Regions from separate parts of the Mus musculus genome. Here region 2 is linked to region 1. A link is a contact called in public Hi-C data. All regions are on one chromosome and are shown on one strand. The core of a region is the stretch at or near the end of the contact, and the rest is flanking DNA. Distances in the headings are between cores, read along the strand shown.

Evidence for each region. A called contact is a pair of places that touch in the nucleus more often than the background predicts.
Region 2: a Hi-C map of cortical neurons shows a contact between it and region 1, with 2.2 times the contacts expected there. The contact joins two enhancer-like sites. A contact is called at or near these places in 26 of 484 Hi-C or Micro-C datasets (Sertoli cells, cerebellar granule neurons, cerebellum and 11 more) and 3 of 115 datasets of contacts at active chromatin or transcription factors (astrocytes, embryonic stem cells and oligodendrocyte precursor cells).

The regions. Positions count from the first base shown.
Region 1 is chr2:179,719,740-179,725,705 of GRCm38.p6, forward strand. All of the region lies in intron 2 of Cdh4 (cadherin 4), which reads left to right. Among named protein-coding and RNA genes, the nearest start is that of Gm36066, 81 kb to the right of the region's middle. Within about 2 kb of position 2,257, at least 20 of the 459 cell types and tissues checked have an H3K27ac peak or open chromatin away from gene starts, as enhancers often do. A contact at or near this core is called in cortical neurons, where this site is marked.
Region 2 is chr2:179,866,698-179,872,663 of GRCm38.p6, forward strand. All of the region lies in intron 7 of Cdh4 (cadherin 4), which reads left to right. Among named protein-coding and RNA genes, the nearest start is that of Gm36066, 66 kb to the left of the region's middle. Within about 2 kb of position 3,359, at least 43 of the 459 cell types and tissues checked have an H3K27ac peak or open chromatin away from gene starts, as enhancers often do. A contact at or near this core is called in cortical neurons, where this site is marked.

The DNA.
Region 1 (5,966 bases), core at 1,007-3,506:
CAGTGGAGCACAGTTAGTCTGTTGAGATGCTGCTGTGTGGCAGGTGCTCCAGAAAAGTAACTCTGATGTTACCTGGGGGGTACCCTTGGCGACTCTGAGAGAGACACCTAAACTTCAATACATACAGGAAAGATTAAGAGGCTGTGTGCCAGGAGGGGTCAGGATGGAAAATTCCTGAAAGAAGCGTGATTGGATGGGGAGGTCACACACCAAGGAAATGGGATTCTCACTAAAGGCAGGGGTGGGAACGAGAGGCCTCGCTGCATGGCAGGGAGCACAGCAAACTAACTTAATGGGATTGTTGCTAAAACAAAGCAGAAGTGGCCAAAAGGAGGGCTTAAGAGAGACCAACTGAAGTCTAGTCACTAGAGCAGCCCCTGGGAGTTGTCTCGGGTAGCCCCAGTGGGCATACAGACAGCACCAGCCCATGAAGGGCATGAACTGGACTCAAAAGCAAGCCCAAGCATATGAGCTCTGGGTCCTCGCTCACTTTTTGGGCTTTCCTAGCTCTCAACAGCTCTGCTCTCAACTCTGTGATAAAGGAAAGCTTTGGATGATGGGTGTCACTGTGGACTAGCTAAGCACCAGGATAGGAGAGACTGAAGGTCACCAGAGTGCAGAGGTGCCAAGGTTGCCCAGGCCCCCTCACTGCCTGTGAATGCAGCTGCCCTGAGCGGTGCCAGAAGCTAATTTCAACAGCTGCTACTCTTCCCTCTGTCCCTGCTCCTCTGTGAGGTTCTGAAACACTCTACACAGAGACAAAAGCAGCTAGGTCAGGCAGCAAGGCAGAGACCAGCCTCCCATACCCGCTGTTTACTGGGAGCCAGGGAGGTGCTCATTCAGGAAGGGACCCCTGCAGTGAGCATCGTAAGAGAAAGGAATTCCAGACTCCAGATGTGCAGAAATAGAGCAACCACTTACTCAGTCTATGGACTCAGGATTCACCAGGAGTCAGTCAAGTACCCCAAAGTGACAGGGAAGGGTGGATGGCAGACAGACAGCCACCAGGCCCCAACTCTCCTTCAAGGCTAATGGGGAGATAGGTTCAGGGGCAGTGATGTCACATGTCAGTGTGAACCAGTGTGGCTAAGACTTCATCAGTTGCCTGTCAGGAAGAAATCAAGATTTTCAGCCAGGGGTATCCTAGTGACTTTGCACAGAGGCTTTAAGAACAGAAGCATGGTCTTTGAGAGTCCACCATTACATGAATTACCCTGTGCAGAAGAGTCCCAGGCTACCTTGTCCTGCTCACCTATAGCTCAAACCACTGATGTGTCAGAGGCATGGACAGTTCCAGGAGCTCCTGGGTGCTGCCTTCCTGAGGGACTCTGAATCACATTACAACCATGTACCAGTAGGCATGTCACTGAGCATATATTATCTTTAAATGTGAATGAACATATATAAACTAACTAACAGAATAAGAGGTGTGCACACATGTGTGTGTATATGTGTATGTGTTGTATGCATACACATTTGCATGTGTGTACGCATGTGTGTGTGTGTGTGTGTGCATGTACATGTGTCTGTGTGCATGAGCGCATGTACACATGTGCATGTTCGTGCAGGTTGGGAACCAAGCCCAGAGCGTCAGACACCCTTATCAAATGCTCTCCCACTGAACTGCACCCCAGTCCCCATGTTTGGTTTTAAAAAAAACAAAACTCAATCCATATATAAATAGATTTGCAAGATGGATGCGCCCTAGGGATTTCTGTTTGTTTGTTTCTCTCGTTATACAAACAGAGCCCTTCCTGTACATTCTGTCAGGATGCAGTAACAGAATGCCACAGGCTGGGAGACTTCAGAGGAATCACTTAGTAACCGCTCTCACTCCTGAAGGCTAAAGGCGCTGGCCTCTGCTGCTGCTGTTCAGGGACTGCCATCTCTGTGTGCTCCTGTGACCAGAGGGAAAGAGCAGACCTTGTACAGGCTGGTGTCTGGGGACACCAGGCCTCTGGGAGGAGGGGCTACCTCACCCAGGAGCCTCCCTGCTTCCTGAGATGCCCATCTAGCTCCACGCACCGGCCGTCCTGTGTTACTGTCCCCAGGGCTTCTCCTCACCGTGGTAGCAGCTCTCTTTCTGGATGAGGTATAGAGGGCTACAGACACGGCCCCAGCCTCCCCAGGTACCACCACTCATCCATTTCCCAGAATCCCACGCATTCCAAATAGAGTCACAGAGCCCAACGGCGCTGGAAGATTCTGCCAAGCACTTCAGTAAGGAGATGAATTGGATAACGGAAGAAAAGCTTCTTCAAGGAGTTGGAGCTGATCCAGCCTGAAACATTTTGTTAGAACAACATTTTCTGATTCCAATGTACTGGGGTGGTTAACTTCTGTGTCAGCTCCAAGCTGCAGGTGTGGGCTAAAAAAAAAAAAAAAAAAAAAAAAAGAAGAAGAAGAAGAAAGAAAGAAAAGAAAAAAAGGAAAAGCAAATTTGGTTACTCGAGAATGCTACAAAGTGGCAGCTTGGTGTCCACAAGGCCGAGCCGGTGTTTGACCAGGGTTCACTGCACAGCAGCTTCCTTTCAGTTTACAAAACAGAGCAAGAGGCTGGCAGGGGTCGGGGAGGCAGTGAGGAGGTGGAAGGGTCACCACCGGCCTGTCCTCTGTGTCCAGCAGATATAGGAACAGAGGGGTAGCTTGACTAGGCCAGCATACATCTCCCCTGCATGCCGGGGTCCCTGCTGCTAACAAGGTCTGACCTCAGGCTCTTCAGGAGGCACCTGTTTGTCTTTCCAAAGGCAACATCTTAATTCTCTGTTTTCTCGCTGCCTCCCTTTCTCGAGCATCCAAGATCTCCTAAATCTCAGGTAACAGTGAGGATTCCAGAAACATGGAGCATAAACAGCCACAAAAACATCAGGCTAGGAGGGTAGTCGGCAAGCATGTCACGTATGTTTTATATCTCTCTACTTCAAAATGAGATAACATGAAATCATCTAACAGGGAAAGAGCTATATGCATATAGACACATGCCTGAACATGCACACATGATATACATGGGCACATAGGCACACAGACTCATACATGCAAACACAGACGTGAGCATATATGCAGAAGTGAAAATAACTACTGTTTGAATTTGGGAGATCTAGAAGTCCCAAGTACATAGCACCCTATCCTGGCTGATTGTGACTTGGGAGGCAGGACCTGTTTTCTAAAGGTAGGGAGGGTCCAAGGATAGAGTCCCATGTCTGTGTGATACCCCCACACTGTGGGCATCACAGGTAGTGCACCACAGGACAAGATAATACCACCCCTGCTTCTGGAGAGGAGCTCACTCAGGACGTTGCAGCCATGTGGCCCACCTGCTATAGGATTGTGGCCTCCCAAGGAGGGTTAACACCAGCAGACATTACTAAAAGCACATGACCAAAACATGGCCCAGGCTGCCAGGAGGCCACATGATTTAAGCTTATCACCATGAAGTGGGCTCCTGTCCCTCGGCTGCATTTTGATGTGGCATGATGTCAGACTGAAACAGGAAACACCCCAGTCCGGAATGCCCCTCACTGCAGATGGCTGGGCCACAGTCATCTCCTTCTGACATCCTCAGGGGACCACAGACAACAGATACAGACAGTACAGCCACCATCACCACCCTCAGTTAACCCAGCAAGCATATTGTGTAACAAAATAAGAAGGTAAACTCTGATCCTGTCCGCCAGTTGTCCAGCAGGAGATTCCTGCCACAGGGTGGAAGGGAGCTCGGTGAAGCTGTGTGGAAGTTACAGATGGGACCCAGGCCGCTGGCAAGGCATCATGGGTAGGCAGAGATTACAGATGGAACTTAGGCCGCTGGCAAGGCATCATGGGTAGGAGGAGATTAAAGGTGGGACCCAGGCCACTGGCAAGGCATCATGGGGAGGAGGAGATTACAGAAGGACCCCAGGCCGCTGGCAACGCATCATGGGTAGAAGGAGAAGCAAGGCATCATGGGGAGGACGGAGGAGTCAGCTTGACTTGAGAGCCGTCTGCAACCCTTGATTTGTAGAGCTTGCCTGCCTCTAGTGTTTGTCTCAGCTGTAAGGACCAGCTCCAGATGCTGGTGGTGGACTCTTCTTTTGGCATCCAAAAGCTGGCCACACGGCAGTAAGCAGGGTCCAACCGCGTCTGGCCCCTCTTGGCTTCCCAGTTTAAAGCCTTCATCTATAAGATGGGGCCTAGTATAAGTAGAGTCTAGTCTAACTCCTTTGTGCTTTCTTTCTAACTTCTGTTTCCCAAGTCTCCCTCTCGCAGGCTCTGTGAACTTCATTGTTGTGACTCTGAAGTGACATATTCAGGTCACGATTTATAAGTCGCCATGGACTTGCTTTAAGGACTGTGACTGATATTGTCACCTGCACTAGGAACAGGAGATGTGCGGTTCAGTGTTGATCACATGAGAGATGTCCCGCAGGGAGAGAGAGCAGCTTTGGGTCATGCTTGTGTTGGGGACCAGAGCTTAGACTTAGCTTTGGAAGGCTGGGTGTCTGAAAACTGAGGGAGGATTTACAGGTTGTGCCTGTCTCTGTGACAAATTTGCAAGCAAAGAAACACCAGCTTCTAATGGCTTCTGTGACCGTTCTAGGCCTCCAGGCCTCAGACCCAGTAGGTATTTCCAGGTCTGGGCCATCCAGGCAGGACTTCTGGAAGTACTTGTCGCTGCTATCTGTCTTGATGAGGTACAGAGGCATGGCCTGGCTGAGGCGCAGGCTCAGGGAAGCCATGGATCTGTCAAGGCCATTGTCTACGCACAGTAGCATGAGACTCATGACAGGGAAGCAGAGTCAGGGCATCATCAGTGGCGGCTCCCTCAAGAGCTGCACGTTCCCTGACTGTACAGTCTGAGTTAGCCCAGTTTCCACGCTGCTTCTCCACGCCTCTCTCTGTCCATTCCCCTGCTTGTAGCTGCTTGCCAATCAATACTTTTTACAAAAATGAGATCATGTCAGCTCTTTATTTCCAACCCATCGATGGCTCTGGGTCACGTTTAGAACAGAACTCTTCCATGTGGTCCTGAGTGATCTACTCACTGCTGGCCCCATTGCTACACTGGGGGACTTACCTACAAGTGGTCACTGGGTGGACCTCAGCATCTCTTCTCTGGCTTCTTTAATAGTTTCAAGCACTTCCTGTTCCAGAGGTTTGTGGTAATGGGGGCACCGCTCTCCTGCACTTTGCCTAAACAGCAGGCTCTTCTTCCACAGTCCTTGCTCCATGATGCTTGGCCTGACCGTGTCCATCTGAGCTCTGAGCAGACACGCTCTCCGACCTCTGACCTCTCACAGTTCAGTTGCTCACATTCACGTTTCTGGATTTTTGCACTCTCCATGAAGCTGGAGTTTTGTTCACTGGTCAATTCCTAGTGTTTATCTCGAAGTCGGGCACAGAGCTAACGATGCCTGCCCAGAGTGCATCGCTGCTGTCTGCACTTTCTGATTGAGGACATCTGCGTGCACTTAGATCGGCGTGCTGTAGATGAAGTGCACTCTGGAGTGTATAGCTGAAGTTTGTCCTGGGAGCCTGGGCCCACGATGACTGACGCCGTTAACAAAACTATCATAATACTATCCAGGAAGCATTGCTAATACATACTTTATCCTTTTTGAGAGTGCTGTGTTGAACATCTACTGGAGGAGGGGTGGGAGGGTACTAACCACTGAGTTTCTCATAAGACAGAAAAGTAGCCAACACCTTCACCTCTAGGAAAACTAGACTTTAGCATCGAGAAGAAAGGTCGCCCACAGGTAGTGTTTACCTCCCATCGAAAGATTTATTTCCATCCTTAAAGGTAATAATAATAATTACAGGCCTTTGGTGGTGGTAATTCACAAATAAGTGGTATTTAGTTAGTTTTTCTAAGTGCTAACAGTTCGCCTCACCTTTCTCACTGGTGAGATTTAGTTCACTTAGACATTCCCTAGGGCTTCAGTCGGCATATCCCTGTGTGGACCATCTGCATAATTATGTTTGCTTTC
Region 2 (5,966 bases), core at 2,109-4,608, 150 kb after region 1:
CCTACAAACTGGGGTCCAGTAAGATTCAGGTGGAGGAAGATCTGAGACAGACACAAGGAAGACCGTCGCCAGACAGTGTCAGAAGGAGGAGAAGAGGCCTGGGCCTGAAGAAGAGAGAGGGCATGGAAGGGAGGATGAGGGGACTAGATCATGTGATGGAGTCAGCACAGGAAGGGACAGGAAGGAACAGGATGACATTTTGTTATATCTGAGTCCCACACTCGAAACACCGCTGCTTAATCTACTAGGAAAGCCACCAAGTGAGCCGTGATATGATCCTATCTTGCTCTGGATTTTAGTCTTTTCTTACTTAAGGCCCCAGTAGGCTACTCAGGCATAAGCAATACTTCAGCTGTGTACCAAAAAGGCAGGTGCAGATACCCCAAGACCATCCCACAGACCACCGAGTCCCTACCGCCAGGTGAAAGTCCCATCTCTCAGGTTCTTCCTCTGGCATCTGGCCTGCCAGGTCGTGAGCTTCTCTGTGCCTTTTGTTCTTCTCAGAAGACACTACCTGAGGTGGCCTTGCAGGAAGCAGGGCTGAGTTCTCCCTCAAGAGGATCTGGCTTGGGGACAACAAGGGCACATATGGAAAGTCACGCTCTGAGCAGTTACTCCCATGGCCACACTGTGTGTGTGTGTGTGTGTGTGTGTGTGTGTGTGTGTGTGTGTGTGTGTGCGCGCGCGCGTGCGAGTGCATGTTGGCTCTGTCATGGCTGTGTCAGGCCATCAGTAAGCACAAGAGAGAGGCAGGATAGATTGCCATGATAAAGGTGTCTGTCGCTAATGTGGGACCTGATAGGAAGCTCTGCAGAGCATTGTAGAAAAACAGATGACCCTCTCTCTGGCCATCCCAGGCAAACAGAGAGGCTGCTTGCTTTTTAGACTTTTTCCAGTACTAGGAACTGACTCCCCATTCCCAGGGCCTCTGCTGGTTAGGCCAGGGCTCCAGCACCAAGCTGCATCCCAACCCAAGAGTTTTTCATCACTGGCTCCATAAGAAAACATCTCAGCAAGGGCAGGGCAGTGTGTGGTGACACAGGCACTCCCAGGAGCAGGCTGCCTGAGGGACACCACCCCAGCAAACCCAGAGACATCCAGGCACTTCCAAAAATATCCACAAACATTGAGACGTGTCCAGAAACCCCAGGGACATCCAGACATGTCCAAAAATGTACAGACACATTCAGAAGCGTGTGACATGTAGTAGGCAAGGACATCTGTATGGGGATTTCCAAGCGGCCTCTTCCACAGCATTTCCAGAGCTTTCCAGACAACACCTCCCTACAACCTTTGCTTGGCAGCAACTCAGGAGAAACAAGGCCAGAGAAAGCAGGACACTGCCCTTCCTTTTCCAAAGATGGAAACAAAACCCCAGACCCTGTCTCAGCTACCTTCCCAGCTCCACTCGGGACAAAAGCATCAGGACCAGGACAAAACCAAACCAACCCCGGGGACCCAGCAACCTGGCACTGGTCCCTTACACTGTTCCTCCCAGCCAGCACTGAGGTCCAGCCACAGCCTGCTCAGAGAGCCTGAAAGGGCCCTGAAACATGGCCCAAGCACTCAGGAAACTAGCAGGATCTGAGCCTGCTGTGTCCAGGGTGATTCTGGCCAGGCTGAAAAGGAGCCCTGGAGAGCCAAGGGCAGGTGTCAGCCAGGAGCGCAGGGGTGGAGGGGGCAGAGGAAGCTGGAATGGAATGCTAGCAGCACCTACTCCTGTTAGGAGCTCTGCAGGACGGACCCTCAGGGCTGTGCCCTGCTTCCCCTCCTAGAGCTCTCCCACACTCCATTCACTGCACTTCTTATTCGGGAGAGCCCCATACTTTCTGCTCTTGCCTATTTTCCTCTCCTCTGACTTCTTCCTTCAAGGGCTACCAGAAGTGGCCTTCAAAGGCATGGGGTCAAAGAGTCCACCATGGAGGCCAAGCGAAGAGATAGGAATGCCCATGGTGTGACCGTCATTAACCTTTAAGTATGAAGGGATGGTGACAAATCAGACAGGTTGGTCTCAGTCCCCAGATCAGGGTCTTCCTGGGCTCTGACAAGCAGCAGGACAGAGCGTAGCTTAGCTCAGGATCACCCAGTCACAGCCCACAAGCCAAGTCCAACCCTGTAGATGGGTACAGGGAGGTGTGTGTGGCTATGTGCCTGCGTGGTAAGTTGTGCCGACACATACAGGGTTACTCCATCGGTCCGGACACTGAGACCTTTCCTTGATTCCCTGTGGCATTCATCAGACGTAGGATGCAGAGTAGCCAGAGCATCCCCAGACAGTCCACATCACCTGTTGCAGCAGAGCCTTCTCCTTCCATGTAAAGACTTCACAGCACCACTTGTTCAGATCTGAGGTCTCAGACAGGCAGCCAGAGACAACAACCACAGCCACAGATGGAAACTGTATCTGTTGGTTATCTCTAAACTTTGTCAGTGTTTAACCAGGAGGCTTTGTACACAAATCCTCTAGATCCTTCCACAGCACAGGCTCTCACCTCCCTGCATGCTTCTCTGGAGGGACTGGGAGGCCAGGAACTGCCTGAGCCCAAGTGTCTACAACCTCTGTGTGCATGTGCGCACACGTGTGTGCACACACACACACCACACACTCTTGCAGGTGCGTGCACACACATGTGCACATTACCTCCCCCAAGGCCTTAGTACAAACCATTCCCTCTGCCGGCCATAGACCTCTCCAAGCATATTAAGAGGAGATGGTAAATTCAGTTAGCACTCCATGCCTACCACATGCTCTATCCATGTGCACAGAACGTGCCATTATCTGAAGTGACTGTTTTCCCTTATTTATTGCCTGCTTCCTTCCTCGGAGCCCTGCATCTCAAACAATGTCCCCCTTGGGACACTACTACACTGCTGGTATCTGTGATTGGCTCCTAGCACCCATGGGCAGAGTCTATGGATACTGCCCAGTGCCCACATAGAGCATTGGATATTCAGCAACAGAGCGTGATCTGCCCACAGATGTCAATGATCCTCATTTGGAATGAGCTGTCCTAGAGTCAACCTTGGAAAGATAGGAACCCCAAGGGTGGGTAATCCACACCCTCCAGGAGGACAAGAGGAAAGTGAAAGGGGGCAGTATGCAGCCTGTGGTTTGAGTCAGCATCCCCGGGGAAGCATGTGAGAGCCAGAGGGGTTGCCAGAAAGGGCTGAGAAGGAGCCTGGATTCCTCAGCCCTCCCTGCTTCAAGCAGGGACATTTCTGACACTCCAGGCTCCTTCCGTTGTGATGGGTGGTTCTTCATGAAGAAGAGCGGTAGACAGGCAGCATGGCTGAGAGCAGAGCAGAGCAGCTGACTCCACCCTGTGCCAAGCCTGAGGCTTGCTAGGCTGCTGGCTCCCCACAGGCAGCAGCAGTAGAGAGGAGGGGCTGTGTGCACCCCACTGAGAGGAGCTGCATTCTCTTCTGCTTGATGCAGCAGAAAGAGCTGCTGGCTGGAAAGAAATAGGAGGGAAGCCCACTCATGTGTCATAAAGGCAGCACCAGGAGCAGGTGGCAGGTCTAGGCAGTAGGAGCCCCTGAGTGGTTCTGTAGCTCACTACCACCACCACCACCACCACCACCCCCACCACCCCCAGACAGTGGCATCACCACCCTAGCCACCCCAGGCCCGCAGCAAGCAATGCTAAAGTTTGAGCAAGAAATACATCCTTTGGCTCAGCAACTAGAAGCTTCAGGCAGGACGGAGTTTAAAGATTTATTTTTATTGTTTTTTTTTTAATTATGTGGTTTTGTGTGTGTGTGTGTATATGTGTGTGTGTGTGTGTGTGTGTGTGTGTGTGTGTGTGTGTAAGAGAGAGAGAGAAAAAAAGACAGAGACCGAGAGACAGAGAAAGAGACAGGGAGACAGAGAAAGAGAACAGAGACAGAGAGACAGAGAAAGAGACAGAGAGAAACAGAGAGAGAGAAAGAACCCAAAGTGAGTACAAGCACACATTGGCCAGATGAGATAATCAAACTGGAAGAATCATACTCAGGTCCTCTGAAAGGGCAGTACACGTGTCAAACCACTGAGCCATAGTCTCCAGTGAGGATGCTCGGGAAGCCCGAATCTCAGGGACTAGGATAGTGAGTGGAGGTTTGCCCAAGACACAGGCCTTCTGTGACCACCTTTATAGGAGCTCTGCTGGCAGCCTTGGCTCTGCACTTAGATAACTTCTTGGTGCTGGGTCATCATCAAGCGTCCACCTGGGCATCCGGTGAGGTGGGCACATCTCCCCTACTCAACCTCAGGCAAGGGAAGTCTCAGCAGTGGGACATGGCAGAGCACTCTGCCACACCGTGGGACACCGCTGCTGGGGCCCAGTGGTCTGTGCATGCTTGCATCACCTTATCCTGACACTGGGTGCAGAAGAATAGAGCAACCTTCGGACAGGCAGGAATGCTCTGTGATGGGGTTCAGCCTGCTGAGGCCCTATGGAACCCTGGGAACTCCAACTGTATCTCCCAGCAGCCCAGCAACCATGGAGAACAGTGAGCACACAGTCCCCTTGGGCTCCCGGAGATAGAGTGGCTAATGAGAGCAGTGTTGTACAGCCCTTTCCACAATGTCCCAAAGCCAAGGCTTGCAGCCTGCAATGGTTTCCACAGGCAGCAGCGGTACAGGGGAAGGAAGGCACGCAGCCCACTGAGGAGAGCTGTGTTTTCTCAGGGACAGTCTAGTGCCAGCACCTTAAGCTGTGGTACACACACTGTGAAATTCACCTACATACTGTACTCAGTTCACCCAGGGTTACACCTACCTCACTCCTGGGCACTTTCATCACCCCAGGGAGGAGTCCTACAGTGCTGGTGCCACCCCATTTACCCCCATAGATAGCCTCTGTCTGTGGACATGCTGCCTTTATAAGGACATCATTGTGATTTTTCTGGGCCTGACTCTTCTCATCTGACATAATGGCTCTGAGGTTCGTCTGGGCATAGCAGGTATGAAAATGCTATTCCTTTTCATGGCTGAGTGATACTCCATCATGTGGACACACTGATGTTTCAAATACCTGTCATGGGCTACTTGCCTTCTTGGATGGTGCTGTGTGCTCACTGGTGGGCACCGTTTGTGTAGACACCTGTTTTTGGCCTTTGGATCTACACCCAAGAGTGGGGTTTCTGGGTTGCAAGCCAACTTTAGGTCTAACTTTTCAGTTTCCACAGTGCCCTTGTGCCCCTCTGCCCCACAGCTGGTCCTGCAAACCCCCTCACCTCACTCTCAGGCACAGAGCAGTCTCCAGATGCTGAACAACAAAAGAACAGGCTCAGCTACTCCACTTCTCAGTGTCAGGGGTGGGGCAGCAAGGTTCCAACAGTGACCAGTAGGAAAGTCCAAAAGTAGTGACTTCTGGGAAACCATGGGAAGCTGGCACAGAACAGCCCCGAGCCTGAGAAGATCCAGAGACCCTCTCTGAATGGCCAGCAGTGGCTTTGGCCTCAGTGGATGATGGAGGGATCCAGGGGTTCATATGTCTTGGCTCTCAGCCTCAATTTATATTCCCCCATACTGACCACCTGCTAGGATCAGAGAGCCCAGAGTGAGTAGGAGGTTTGCATGCAGCCCTACGGGTAAGGCAGTCTCAGTACTGGGGCAGTACCTGAGGGGAAGTTGGGAGCTCCCAGCCATGGGCTCAGCCTGACCTGGAGAGTGCAGCTAGCTGGACAGCAGTCCAGGCTGGCAAGGGATGCTGCCTACAGAGACATGCTGTGGAATCTTTGCTACTTTCTAGGGCAGGCTGACTGATACATTATTGATGGCTGTTCTGCAGAATCTGCATGCTGGGCTGCAGGGGTGTGAATGAAAGCCCCAGGGATGGCCGTTCTAGTTATCTTTCGACTCTCTAACTTGAAAATGGTCGAATCGCTTTTTAATGAATTCATTGCAACTCCACTGCTGATCCTGGGGCCAGATCCAGGAGCCCCTGCCCTGCTCTCCATACCTAACGGGAGCTAGGGAAGAG